2 separate regions of the Cricetulus griseus genome follow, and region 2 is linked to region 1. The links are chromatin contacts, called in public Hi-C maps. All regions are on one chromosome and are shown on one strand. Each heading gives the region's core, a stretch centred on a gene start, on an enhancer-like site or on the middle of the called end of the contact. The rest is flanking DNA. Distances are from core to core; before and after follow the strand shown. Region 1 overlaps LOC103161706 (a long non-coding RNA gene). Region 2 overlaps Septin9 (septin-9).

What was found. Hi-C and Micro-C count contacts between places; a contact is called where the count stands out from the background.
Region 2: a contact with region 1 is called in a Hi-C map of liver, with 4 times the contacts expected there. The contact joins two enhancer-like sites. A contact is called at or near these places in 5 of 8 Hi-C or Micro-C datasets (the CHK-Q cell line, the CHO-K1 cell line, fibroblasts and 1 more).

The regions. Positions count from the first base shown.
Region 1 is chr7:129,632,311-129,638,781 of CriGri-PICRH-1.0, forward strand. LOC103161706 (a long non-coding RNA gene) reads right to left here. Exons shown (of 3, transcript XR_003487121.2): 3 at 4,396-5,653. LOC103161708 (a long non-coding RNA gene) reads left to right here and starts at 40. Exons shown (of 2, transcript XR_004770820.1): 1 at 40-326; 2 at 1,804-1,960. It also overlaps LOC113836426. Within about 2 kb of position 4,056, at least 1 of the 6 cell types and tissues checked has open chromatin away from gene starts, as enhancers often do.
Region 2 is chr7:129,908,760-129,915,230 of CriGri-PICRH-1.0, forward strand. It overlaps Septin9 (septin-9), which reads left to right. Exons shown (of 12, transcript XM_027425556.2): 4 at 4,653-4,844; 5 at 6,404-6,471. Among named protein-coding and RNA genes, the nearest start is that of Septin9, 120 kb to the left of the region's middle. Within about 2 kb of position 3,957, at least 1 of the 6 cell types and tissues checked has open chromatin away from gene starts, as enhancers often do.

The DNA.
Region 1 (6,471 bases), core at 2,806-5,305:
CTGCAGGGGCACTGGCCCCGGGACGCAGGGGTGCACTGGCCCGGGACGGGCTGCAGGGGTGCACTGACCCGGGACGGGCTGCAGGGGTGCACTGACCCCGGGACGGGCTGCAGGGGTGCACTGTGTCCGGGCGAGCACGCCGGCCATGCACCGGCTCCTCCAGTGTGCCACCGCCACACTCCAGGCCATGCGCTTAAGCCCAGTTGTTTTACTCCTTTCTCCGCTCCCTCCCCCCGCAGCTAAAAATAAACTCTCCAGCCCCCAGCGACCGGCCGAAATCACGCAGTAGCTGCTTTCTGCTCCCGGGAGAGTTCCAGGCGACCCAGGTATGACCGTCCCGGAGGTAGAGTGTCCTAGGGTGGACGGACGGTCTGGGGAAAGGCTCCTGTGTGGTTGGACCTGCCCGAGGTGGGTGCAGCCTTGTACCAGACAGCCCGACCTTGACCTAAAGTAAATTCCCAGAGGAACGTGTTCCCTGGGGTTATGATTTGCGGTAACAGGTGTGAACATCCTAGCAGCAGTTTGATGATCATGTATGATACTGCAAACAGGACTTTTGGCCAGCGCTGTCCGAGGCCGAGGGCCGCTCTCTCGGAACTCCGAGGAGCTTTAATATCGTTTGTTTCCTCCAAAAGTAAATATTTGGTTCATTACTCCGGTCCCTTGTTGTAGATTATTTTTAAAAGGTTTTATGTGTGTGGATGTTTCTCTGGTGCCCTCAGAGGTCACCAGAGGGTGCCAGATCCCCTCAAAGTGGAATTAGAGATGGGTGTGAGCCCCAGTGTGGAACTGAACCCAGGTCCTCTGTAAGAGCAAGCGCTCTTAACTGCTGAGCCATCTCTCTCCAGCGATAGCATCACCATCCTCCAAGATAGGGCTCATTTAGCCCCGGGGTGCCCTTTAACTCGTTATGTAGCTGAGGATGGCCTCTACACCCGGATTGCTGGCTTACAGGCACCTTCTACCACACTTGGCTTATGTGGTGCTGGGATCAATGTCAAGGCTTTGTGCATGCTGGGCACTCTTCTTACTGGGAACATGCCCCGACCCTCGTGGAGTTTAAACAAAAAGACACACATACATTTGCGATCCATATACATCACTGTGTAAGACAGCGGTATAACCAGACAGACTCTGATGATGGAAATAGTTCACCTGGACTCCCCTGAGCAACCAGGGGCCTCACGTGCTGTCAGTGTGGTCGAGGGACTAGAATTTGTATTATAACGTAGCCCTGTGGAGCCAGTGGTCACCATGTTGGCGGTCCTGGGTCTAGCACACATCGGATCTGCCGTGGTTAACGGCTTGCCACTCGATTTTCAGGGGCTTGTAGACCTTGCTGGAGTGTGGCTCAGCGGTAGCTCATGTGCTTAGTGTGTGAGGTCCTGGTTGTTAGGGGACTTGGCATCTGTCCAAGTAGACATCAGCAAGTAATGAGAGACTGCACACGTGGGGACTTGTCCGGTTGTGGGCCTCTGAGGGGGCTACAGGTGGGGCAGGATGCACAGTTGAGGACATGGCAGGAGGGGAGGAGGGGGCTCAAATGGGGATGAGTTTGAGCCAGTGCTGAGCTGCAGGGGCCTTTGTCACCAGAGACCTGGCTTGTGGCTGTTGACCAGCAGGTTTCCAAGGAAAGGCCACAGTGCCGGCAGTTTGTGTACATGTAGAAGGATGTGTGAGTAGAAGCAGGAACTTGGCACCTTGTACACCCACCTGGATGGGGAAGGGTGGCCTGGTGGCTTTAACTAAATGTTGAGGCTTGAAGTAGGATGAAGACTGATGGCGTGTGCTTTCTTTTTTCAGGTCACTTGCCTGGAAGATTGGTGTGTGTACACTGAGTGAAAACCAGGCCCTGCTGCGTGCACTTGGACCTGTCGGGTTTGACTCTGATATGTTTTGGGGGTGTTCACCGGCTTAAGACTGCTGTGTGGTGGCTGTAAATAAATGGCATTTGACCATACTCTGTCTTGATTGCTTGTCTGACAGGATCAGAGATCCACCTGTCTTTGCCTCTCGGGTGCTGGGGTGAAAAGCTCAGGATTCCCGGCTGTTTTGGGCATGAAGCACACGGCCATCCAAAAAGTTCTGTAGGGGGTGTAGGTGCTAGGGGCACAGTGAACCCAAGGAAATGAAATTGTGAGAGGTGTCTTGATGGGGAGATGTCCATGGTCTCTGGGATCCCAGCCCTGTGGGTGCTCCTTGCCCTCGCTGTAGGAGTTACCACACAGACTATTCCTCTGTGCTACCTCTGTCCTGTACCCTTGTTCCTCTAGCACAGCGCCCTTAGCAGGATCAGAACTACCATTGTCCCCACCTCTGCCCAATTGCATGTCTAGGGGACCTGGTCACAGATTAGGTACACTGCTGGTGATGGAGGGTTTGGTTATTTGCAGGAACAGGGCCAGTATGGCTTATCTCCCACATTGGGCTTGGGTTCTTGGCATAGTGTGGAAGGCTGGCTTGCTGGGCCAGCAGCCTGTCCCCTTGGTTTACATTATGTCACTGGATGTGACTCATCGGGCCTCTTCGTGGTCTTCCCATCCCACTCTCCAGCTAACTCCTGAGGAGCTACCCAGTTGGTCTGCAGGGCTATCATTTCAATACTGTGATGTAAGGTCTTTGGTGGTTTGCAACCAACCAATAATCTGAAGGACTTAAAGATACCATGTTTCTGGTGTCCAGCAGCCCCTTAGGTGACCTAGGAAGGGCTCTCGTCGTGGAGGCAGAAACACCTGGGTTTTCCACTGGGGCTTCATGTCCCAGCTCTAGCATCAGCCAGCCCTGTGGACTTGGGCATGACACTTCCCTGTTTTACCTGGAGTGCCTTGATACAGGGATTGTGATGGTGACCATGCCCCGGTGCCACCAAGGCAGGGAGCTTCTGGCATCGCCTGAACATCCACATTTGGGCCTCACAAAAGCAGCACCATGGTCTGCGTGCTGTCTCTAGAAAAAGACTATTTGCTGCCTGAATTTATGTGTTGGGATGCAATGCACACTGGAAAAAAAAAGTCTGTAGTGATCTTTCTGGAGTAGGCTGTTTTGGTGGCATGTCCCTGACTCATCGTGGTGTGGGGTGTTTTTCCCGCCCACAGAATGTGGTGTCTTCATGATGGCTCCAGTCTGCCCTCAGAACTTGTCTGGGCAACTGGGGCCTCTTGTCCACAGGTCCTCAGGACCACCACAGTGCTGGTTTGACTGCTTATGCAACATCAGCTCCTATGTCTGATTGGCAGCCTGCAGAAAGCTGCTGGGTGGAGCTACTGAGAGCCCATGGTCCTTCCAGTCAGTCAAGGAAGGGGTGCTGCGGGATTCTTGAGTTCACTGTCGGGCTGGGATTTTGAGACAGTGACTTGGTACCTATGTAGTCCAGGCCAAACACCCCACCATCCTGCCACAGCCTCCACACTGCTAGGATCCTGGTGGGGGGTTTTGTTGTTTGTTTTTTGAGACAGGGTTTCTCTGTGTCTTTTGGAGGCTGTCCGGGAACTAGCTCTTGTAGACCAGGCTGGTCTCGAACTCACAGAGATCCACCTGCCTCTGCCTCCTGAGTGCTGGGATTAAAGGCGTGCACCATCACCACCCGGCCCTGGTGTTTTTGTTTTTTGTGTTTTTTAAGACAGGAAGGAACTCACTGGCTTTGAATTCCTGATCATGTCTCCATGCTGTGGGTATGAGTGTCACCACCATGCTGAGTGTGCCCGGGGATTTCTTAGGCAGAAGTTGGGACTAGTGGAGAGATGATCACGAGGCAGGGTGGCCTGCCCTGAGACGCCAGGCCCTCCAGGAAACACCTACATCTGGTCCTATTCTGGCTAAAAAGCTGCCCTGAGGTGGCCTCTTCCTCGGCTGATGTCATTATTGACTTCGTGGCAACAGGCTCCCGTGACTAGCTTGCTGGCTGCCTTTGGGGCTCCAGGGAATGCAGATTCCACAGAAGAAGCCCGAATGTTTGACGTGGCTGGAAGAGTTCCCAGCCAAGTCCAGTTCCCTTCTATCTCCCATGGATCCCCCAGCCTTTGTTTGTGCCTTGCCTCTGACTAGTTGACCCCATGCGTAAGATGAGGTCTTGGCATGCCCTGGACAGGCCCGAGCCCCTGTGACCATTTCTCCAGATTCCATAAGGATTAGAGCCGGCCCATGAAATCTGTGGTCAAGACCTTTGTGCTGGGGAGATAGCTGAGCTGGTAATGTGCTTGGTGAATCCAAGAGCCTCTGATCCCCAGAACCCAAGTAAAAAAGCTGGGCGTGGTGGCCTGTGACAGGCAGGCAGATCCCCAGGGTTCACTGGCCCCTGGTATAATCTACTTGGTGAGAGGATGAGTCTCACAAGCAAGGTGGACAGCACTTGAGGGAAAATACCTGTGACACACAGGCAAAAAAGAAGTCCTTAGATGTTAATTGAAGTAGGATTTTTAGCTTCTCTTCCTGTCCACTAGAAGGCGCGATCCTTCATCGGATGCTCTTTGCAATGGCCAGCGGGTACTACAAAGCCCAGGGTTCATTCTAAGCCAAGACTTTTTTCAGCGGAGAGCTGTGTAGGAGGTGCAGCTGCAGGGTGAGCCTCTTGCTTAGGAATCCGTCAGTTGGTCCCAGTTGTACTCTGTCCCTGAGAAATGCTTATGTCCTAGAACAGCTGACCCCAGTCTGGGCTTATGCAGTTGGGGACATGTTCTAATGGGTCTTTCCATGCAGAGACACTCCTCAGGATTCTCGTGCCACACGTACCACTGTGTGGATTCCCCGAGCGCTAAGGGTTTAACTGGATCTCAGCCTGTGGGTCACAATACTTTTGGCAAACCTCTATCTCCAAAAGTATTTATGTTACCACTCATAACGATAGCAAAATTACAGTTATGAAGTTGCAACAAAAATAACTTTATGGTTGGGGGGGGGGGTCACCACAACACAAAGAACTGCATTAAAGGGTCGCAGCATCAGGAAGGTTGAGAACCATGGGTTTAGAAACGTCCGAAGCAAGGACATCCTGAAATGAAGAGTGTGGGATGGAGCCTCTGTGGTTTAGATTGCTGATTGTCGTCCCCTAGGAGACGGATGTTGACTGGGAAAGTAGAGGCAGGGTTCTGGAAGTGTGGTCCTGTGAGCTCGGTTAACACCCTTCCGATGTATCAGACAAGTGTTGTTGTGCTTTCTGATGGATCCCAATCAAGTTTAATTAGACACTAACTGTTGGCCTCATCAGGCTCCCGACCCCTCAGGGAACTTTGGATCCCTGGGGGAAGATGGAGGAGGTGTGGGGAAGGAGAGCAGCTAGGGCTGGGGACGATGGAATTGGGTTTTTTAATCTTAGATAAGGAGACCAGGAAATGCCAAAGAGAGTATTATGTGGAGAAGACAGAAAGAACCCCCTGCAGAGGGAAGGCCAGCACTCCAGGCACAGACAAGAAGGGTTTTGTGGGTGCTGGGCCAGTCTCCTAAGGTCCAACAAGCTCCAAAGTGGGGGAGGGGCGAGGGGGGGACGGACGGTACGACATGATGGTTAGCTTCCTGGGAATTGGAGCTAAAATTTGTCCATGCTTTCTTCTTTGGCGGTGGTAGGAAAGTTTACTCCTCATGGAGTAGTTAGCCTGTGTGAGAAGCCTTTCTTCGGATGTTGACGAATATGCCCACTGAGAGGACCCCCAGCCTTTGCCTGGGGAATGACAGGAGTGAGACACACGCTGACAGGTACAGACAGTCACTGCCATGCAAAGTCCTTGTCCATTCCCCATGTCTAGAAGCATGCAGCCTCCATCTTGGTCCTGCTGGTGTGTGTGTGTGTGTGTGTGTGTGTGTGTGAGTGTGTGTGTGTGAATGTGTGTGTGTGAGTGTGTGTGTGTGAGAGTGTGTGAGTGTATGAGTGCATGCGTGTGAGTGCGCACGCGCGCTGTGCTAAGGGTTGAACCTATGGCCTTGAGCGTGCTAGGCAGGTACTCCACCACTGAGTATGTCTATACCACTATGCCCCCAGCCCTCAGTTTTACTTTTTATTTTGAGACAATCTTGATACGTTGCAGAGGCTGGGCTTTAACTCATCACTCTGTAGTCTAGACTGCCAGGACTTGTGACTGGCCGCCAGGACCTCCAGGAGTAGATGGGATTACAGGCCTGTGCCTCCAACCCTAGCTGGTCTAAGTGTGTTCCCGTTGCCTTGCTCGTTCCCACCCCTGCCCCTGCTGTTCACGGGTGGGAAGCCCTTAGTTCTCAGCTCTTCAACAAAGACTGGATGTGCTTGTTTCGTTTAAGCCGCTGTTTAGACTGCTAACAGGAAGACCACAGAAATACATTCTCTTATAATCTTTACAAGCAGAAGCCTGTCTGGGCTTTGGGCGGTTTGTTCTGGTTTTTGTTTGCAGATCAGTTTCACAGTTACAGCAGAAATGGCTCTGTCCTTGCATGTGTGTAAGTCATTGGAAGGTCATTTGTCCCCAGTCTGTCAGCTGGGAGAATTATGTAACGGTTATGCAATAC
Region 2 (6,471 bases), core at 2,707-5,206, 280 kb after region 1:
CTGCAGATGGTGGTGGCTTGGGGCCCAGCTGTACCCATCATCAACTAGAGAAAAGGGGGGGCTGACAGCAGCTGTCTGGGCAAGAGGGTGTGGTGGATAGGTCTGTGTGCGCAGTGGGACCCACTGGGAGACTGTTAAATCTCACAAAGGTAGCTTTAGCTACTGGCCACCCCCTCAGGAGCACCCTTGGCTGGGAAACCTCAGGACATGGCCTGTTAGCATCTGCCAAAGAGCCTCGGCTTGAGTGTCAGCATCTAGGGCTCAGGCGTCCTGAGCTGTGCACTGGCTGGTGGCCTGGCTGGACTCCCTGTCCAGCTGTGCTAATACACACCTGCCTCCCCTCTCACCTCCTCGCCTCAGCCGAGAAAAGCAAGAACTTCCAGTGGTGTTTATTCATGATGTCATGTGGCCAGTACGTTTTTTTTTTTTTTTTTTTTTTTTGGAGGGGGGTTGGTTTTTCGAGACAGGGTTTCTCTGTGTAGCTTTGGAGCCTATCCTGGTACTCGCTCTGTAGACCAGGCTAGCCTCGAACTCACAGAGATCTGTCTGCCTCTGCCTCTGCCTCCCGAGTGCTGGGATTAAAGGTGTGCACCACCAACGCCTGGCTTGGCCAGTACGTTTTTATCACCCTGAAGGGAAACTCCACACTCATTAAAGTCTCCTCTAACCCTGCCCCTGTGGGTTTGCCTCTTCTGGGTGTTTCATATAGTCATTTGTGCCTTGGAGAGTCTGCTTGTGTAGCTCAGTATGGCTTCTTCTTTTTTTAAGATTTAGTTATTTATTATGAATACAGTGTTCTGCCTGCATGTATGCCTGCATGCCAGCAGAGGCACCAGATCTCATTCAAGGTGGTTGTGCGCCACCATGGGAATTGAACTCAGGTCCTCTGGAAGAGCAGCCAGTGCCCTTAACCTCTGAGCCATCTCTCCAGCGCCCTCAGTTTGGTATTTTCAAGGTTCACTGGAATTCTTTTGTGTTTCTAACTTTATTCCTTCTTATGGGTGAGCCGTGTTCCCTCAGATGCTCTTACCATGCATTGTTTGTTAATGCATCTGTGAACATTGTAGCTGTGTGTGTGTCTGTGAGTGTGTGTGTGTGTGTCTGAGTGTGTGTGTGTCTGTGTGTGTGTGAGTGTGTGTGTCTGAGTGTGTGTGTGTGAGTGTGTGTGTGTCTGTGTGTGTGTGTCTGAGTGTGTGTATGTCTCTGTGTGTGTGAGTGTGTGTGTGTGAGTGTGTGTGTGTCTGAGTGTGTGTGTGTCTGTGTGTGTGTCTGAGTGTGTGTATGTCTCTGTGTGTGTGAGTGTGTGTGTGTCTGAGTGTGTGTGTGTCTGAGTGTGTGTGTGTCTGTGTGTGTGTGTCTGAGTGTGTGTGTGTCTGTGTGTGTGTGTCTGAGTGTGTGTCTGAGTGTGTGTGTGTGAGTGTCTGAGTGTGTGTGTGTCTGTGTGTGAGTGTGTGTGTCTGTGTGTGTCTGTCTGAGTGTGTGAGTGTCTGAGTGTGTGTGTGAGTGTGTGTGTGTCTGAGTGTGTGTGTCTGTGTGTGTCTGAGTGTGTGTGAGTGTGTATCTATGTGTGTGTGTGAGTGTGTGTGTCTGAGTGTGTGTGTGTCTGTGTGTGAGTGTGTGTGTCTGTGTGTGTGTGTGTGTGTCTGTGTGAGTGTGAGTGTGTGAGTGTCTGTGTGTCTGTGTGTGTGTGCATGTGCCCCTTCCATAGCATTCATGTCCAGGTCTGAGGACAATTTAAGAGAGTCAGTTCTCTGCCGTGGGTCTCAGATATGGGACTTGGCTCATTAGGTTTGGTGGCAGGTGCTTTCACCCTTGCTGGTGTTTAGCTATTTCCTGAGTAGCTCCTTTCTGTTTCTTGCTGGGCTAGGAGTTGAGGGTGGCCCTGAGCAGGCCGCAGCCTTGGGTGGTTGAGGAGTGTCAGAGAACACTCTCCTGCCCTCTAGGCAGGCGAGGAGTACAGGACTCACTGTCAGTAAGCAGGTGAAGTTCCTGGAAGTTCCGGGAGGGCCACGTTCAGCAAAGGTCTTATCTTGTTCATCGGACCATCCAGTGTGTTTCAGAAAAGAATCAGTGTGTCATGCAGTGCCATTCCCCTCTGTAGAGTGGGAGTCCAGGCGGCCTCACACACTTGTCAGGAACACGTAGGTAATTCAAACTGAAATCAGCTAAAACAGATTCTTACAGCGCATCCCTCCTGAACTAGCTCAGTCTCCATTGCTCAGAGGTCACGTGGATGAACTATGCTGGTTCCTCAAAAATAAAAATAGAACAGCTCACATCCGAGTGTGTGTCCAGAACCGTTGAAAGCAAAGTCTGGCTGGGCATGATAATTTATGCCGGTAATCACAGTATTCAGGAGGCTGAAGCAGGGGCGTCAGTGGATTTGAAGCCAGACCAGACAGCATATAAGATAGGGTCTGAGGGGAAGAGGGAAGGGAGAAAGGAAGAGAGAGCTAGCCTAAGCTCCAAAGAGCGCCTGTGTACCCATGTTCACACCATAGCGTTCACACCAGCCAACCAGAAGCAATCCCTCACATGCCTATGGATAAAAGACTCACTGCTGAGCCTGGGGAGCACAGACTGCTCTTCCAGAGGACTGAGCTCAGCACCCCCATCTGGCATCTCACAGCTGGCTTCCTGTAATTCCAGCTCCAGAGGGGATCTGATGCCCTCCTTTGGCCTCTGTGGGCCACTGAACGAAGGCACACATACCCATACACAGACATACTTGTATGCGTATGATTAAAAATAAAAAAAAAACTTTAAAAATAAAATCATATGAATTGAGGTTTTTAAATGTGTTCATTAAAGGAATATTGTTGGCCTTTAAAAGGCACATTCTATAGCATGGATGAATCTTAAGGACATTATTCTGTATGAAATAGGCCAAAAGTCAGAGATCACCTACCCCTGCTTACCCAAGCATCTTAGAATGAAGGTTTCCAGAGGCCGGTCGGAGGCCGGTCAGGGCCTCCGGGAGTGGCCTTACCTGTGCCTCAGAAATGGCTAAGATGGTAAATTAAGTTTTACCACACATTGTTTTCAAGGCGGAAGTGGCCGTAACGCATTGTTGACATAGGTGATGATAGGGTGAGGTCAGCGAAGGCCTCTGGTCGCTCACATTCTTGGCGCGAAGGCGACCCTGGGTGGAGGGTCTACCTCCCAACCAGCCGGGCAGGTGGATGGGGAGTGTCCCAGTGGAAAGGGTCACAGGGGTGAGCAGAAGAGCTTCCAGCCCCCCAGGGAAGGCTGGGGCTTTTCTGTGTTCTTATTATTTCTCAAGCAGGGCCCCTGGAAGGCTGAATGTTTAGTTTGGTTTGAGTTTCTGCTGTGAGCCTTGATGTTTGTAGAAGGGCCACCTGGGGCTGAGGCAAACCTTCCTTGACTGGGGGTGATTAGAAAGTTGGGGGACAGCTCTTCCTCCTCTCGATGCTCAGCGGAGAGGTGGGGGGGGAGCAAAGTGGGTCTCAGACTCTCAGGCAGATGGAAGCAATTTTTAGTCACGTGGACGAGGCCTGAACCGCACGGCAAGGCTGGGCCCCTTGTCATTCTCCAGGAAGCGGCCCCAGGAGCCACAGGTTCTAGGGCCAGATGTTGCAGTTGCACTGTCTTTGTTTCCTGAAAGTTGCTGGAGACCCCGGGAAGTGTTTCTGAGTGAGGAGCTGACACTCCCGAAGCCTGGTGGAGAGGAATGTTGCCCTGACTCGGGCTGCGGATGCTTCTGATGGCACCCTGCCCTAGGACCTGCCTTTGTCATTGTTTGGGGACACACACGTGTGGAGCCTCTGGCAGCTCCTGGTGTGTTTACAAGTATTCTCTTGTTTGGTTGCTCCCCAGTGCCAGGAAGTAGAGGTGACTGTACCCCCATGGAGGCAGAGAAACAGGAAGGGACTGATCCAGCCAGCCCCTGGCAGTGGGGGTGGTCCGCATGCCTCCTTCCTGAAGCTGGCTTTGCAAACCTCTTCTTCCTTCTGTTCTACCACTCGATCCTAGGGGGGTGGGGCAGCGGGCCCGCAGAGAGGAAGTGCAGGTCCGGCTGGCCATGCCAGTAAAATGGAGAGAAATGCCTGCCGTAGCTCCAGAGTTGGTTGTGGATGTGGGGGAAAGAGTCAGCTTGAGTTTACCGTTTTTTCCCCAGAAGGGAAAGGACTGTTAAACCGAAGCCTACTGAAGGAAGCTGAGGTTTTCAAGTTTAACCCTTGGCTTATGTACAGACCTACTAAACAAACTGGCCTTTGCCTGAGGGTGAGGGGCACCTGGTGTCTGCCAGTCTGGGAAGACTGTTTTGCCTCAGGACTGCATGGGTCAAGTGCCTGGGAGTAGAGGCATTCCCAGTGAGGGTGTCTCAGATCTGGAAGAGGCAAATAGGGGTCCTATCACCCCTCCCCTGTGAACCTGTTGCACTGTGAAGGGCCCCGGGTCCCACAGCTACCTCAGGCTGTCTGAGCAGAGATGAAGGGCATGCATGAGGGGGAGCCCTGTGTGGCAAAGCGGCAGAGACAGCCCTGAGAGGCACGTGGCTGAGGGGTGTGGGCTTGTCGGATGGCACAATGCAGGGAACTTCAGTTCTGAGGTATTCCACAGAGTTCCTCCGGCAAGTTACTGAACTCTGCATGCTGTTCTAAAGCCTCTCTCCGTTTTTCCCTCCACAGGCTCCGAAGTGGCTCCCAGCTGTGTTGGCGACATGGCTGACAGCCCTAGAGATGCCATGCTCAAGCAAGCACCCGCGCCACGGAATGAGAAGGCCCCCGTGGACTTTGGCTACGTGGGGATCGACTCCATCCTGGAGCAGATGCGCAGGAAGGCCATGAAGCAGGGCTTTGAGTTCAACATCATGGTGGTTGGTGAGTGTTAGAGGCCCTCTGCTGGTTGGTGAGTGTTAGAGGCCCTCTGCTGGTTGGTGAGTGTTAGAGGCCCTCTGCTGGCCACACGCCCATCCTGCCACTCCAAGCCCGTGCAGGGAGCCAGCCTCTGCCCCAGCACTCAAGCAACTCTCAAAATGTCCTCCCCCTGTAAAGTGAGGGGACAGCTCTCACTTAATGTCACCTGGTAAGTGACAGATATGGGGGCATGTGCTGAGGCAAGGGACCACATCCACTAAGCCCTCTGTGACCAGCAACAGCGGCCTCCAGCTCCGAGTTCTGCTGAGTGACCCCTTGTTATTGCCCCAGGCTTGGCTGGAGGCTTCCTGGAGGCACAACTAAGTTGCTCACCCAGGAAGTGGGGTGTCGTAGCCACTTTCTTCCTCCTGTGGCGGCCGTGGAGAGCTAGAAGTCACCAGTGGTAGGCAGATAATGAGTGTGAGCTGGATGGGCTGTGTGCAGCAGGCACAGAAAACCCTTGACACCCCCCCCACACACACACACAAACACACACACACGAGGTCCTCTCTGAACCCTTGTGAAAGGGGATCTGCTTGGCTGGAAGAAACAAGCCAATTGTGTTTGTTTGTTTGTTTGTTTGTTTAGAGATAGGGTTTCTGTTATGGAGATTTTCTAGCTAGGCATGTCCCTCCACTCTTGAGCCCCAAAATGAACACTCAGAGATTTATATTAATTATAATACTATTGGCCAGTGGCGGCGAGGGCTCCTTATTGGCTAGCTCTGTCTTAATTATTAACCCATTCCTATTAATCTGTGTATTTCCACGTGGTCTTGGCTTCCCAGAGAATGCCTGGTGTGTCCTCACTTCCCAGGCTCACACTGCGACTCCTATCTGACTACATTTCCCAGAATTCTCCTATCCTTCCTGCCTGGCCACTAGCCACACAGTGTTTTATTCATCAACCATTAAGAGAAACATATACACAGAAGGACAACCCCATCAGGTTTCACTTTGTGACTAGGCTGGAACTCGATCTGTAGACCAGGCTGGCCTTGAACTCAGAGACCTTGCCTGCCTTTGCGTCCCAGGTGCTGGGATTAAGATGCACCACCATACCTGGTCTATGACCCAGTTTTTCACTCTGTTGATTCTCCAGGGTGGTATCTGGGCAAACGCTCCCATAGGGTGACGTCCTAAACCAAATAGAGTCAGGTGGCTTCCCCCACTGTCTGGGGAACTGTGTCTGTGTGTGTCTGCTCTGTCCAGATTCACAGATAGCCTCCACCTGTCTTTGGGGCTGTCATCCTCTGTAGCTATCTGGACCCGTTCCTCTAGAGTCTTAGTGTTCCTTCCTGCTTTGAGTAGCTTCTCTAAGGCCAGGAAGGAGCTCTGGCCAAGTCAAGCCAGGCCCCAAAGCCCCACATTGTGTGTTTAAACTCAACCCTGGATGTCTGCTTAGGAGGTGAAGCCCCAGGTGGGGCTATCTAAGGATGTTGTGAACCCAGTGGTCACAGTGTGGTTTAGCCATAAGCTGTGCTCTTGGAGAGCCTCCTGACCGGCCTCCCCTTCCCTCCCCAGGGCAGAGTGGCCTCGGGAAGTCCACCTTAATCAATACCCTCTTCAAGTCCAAAATCAGCCGGAAGTCA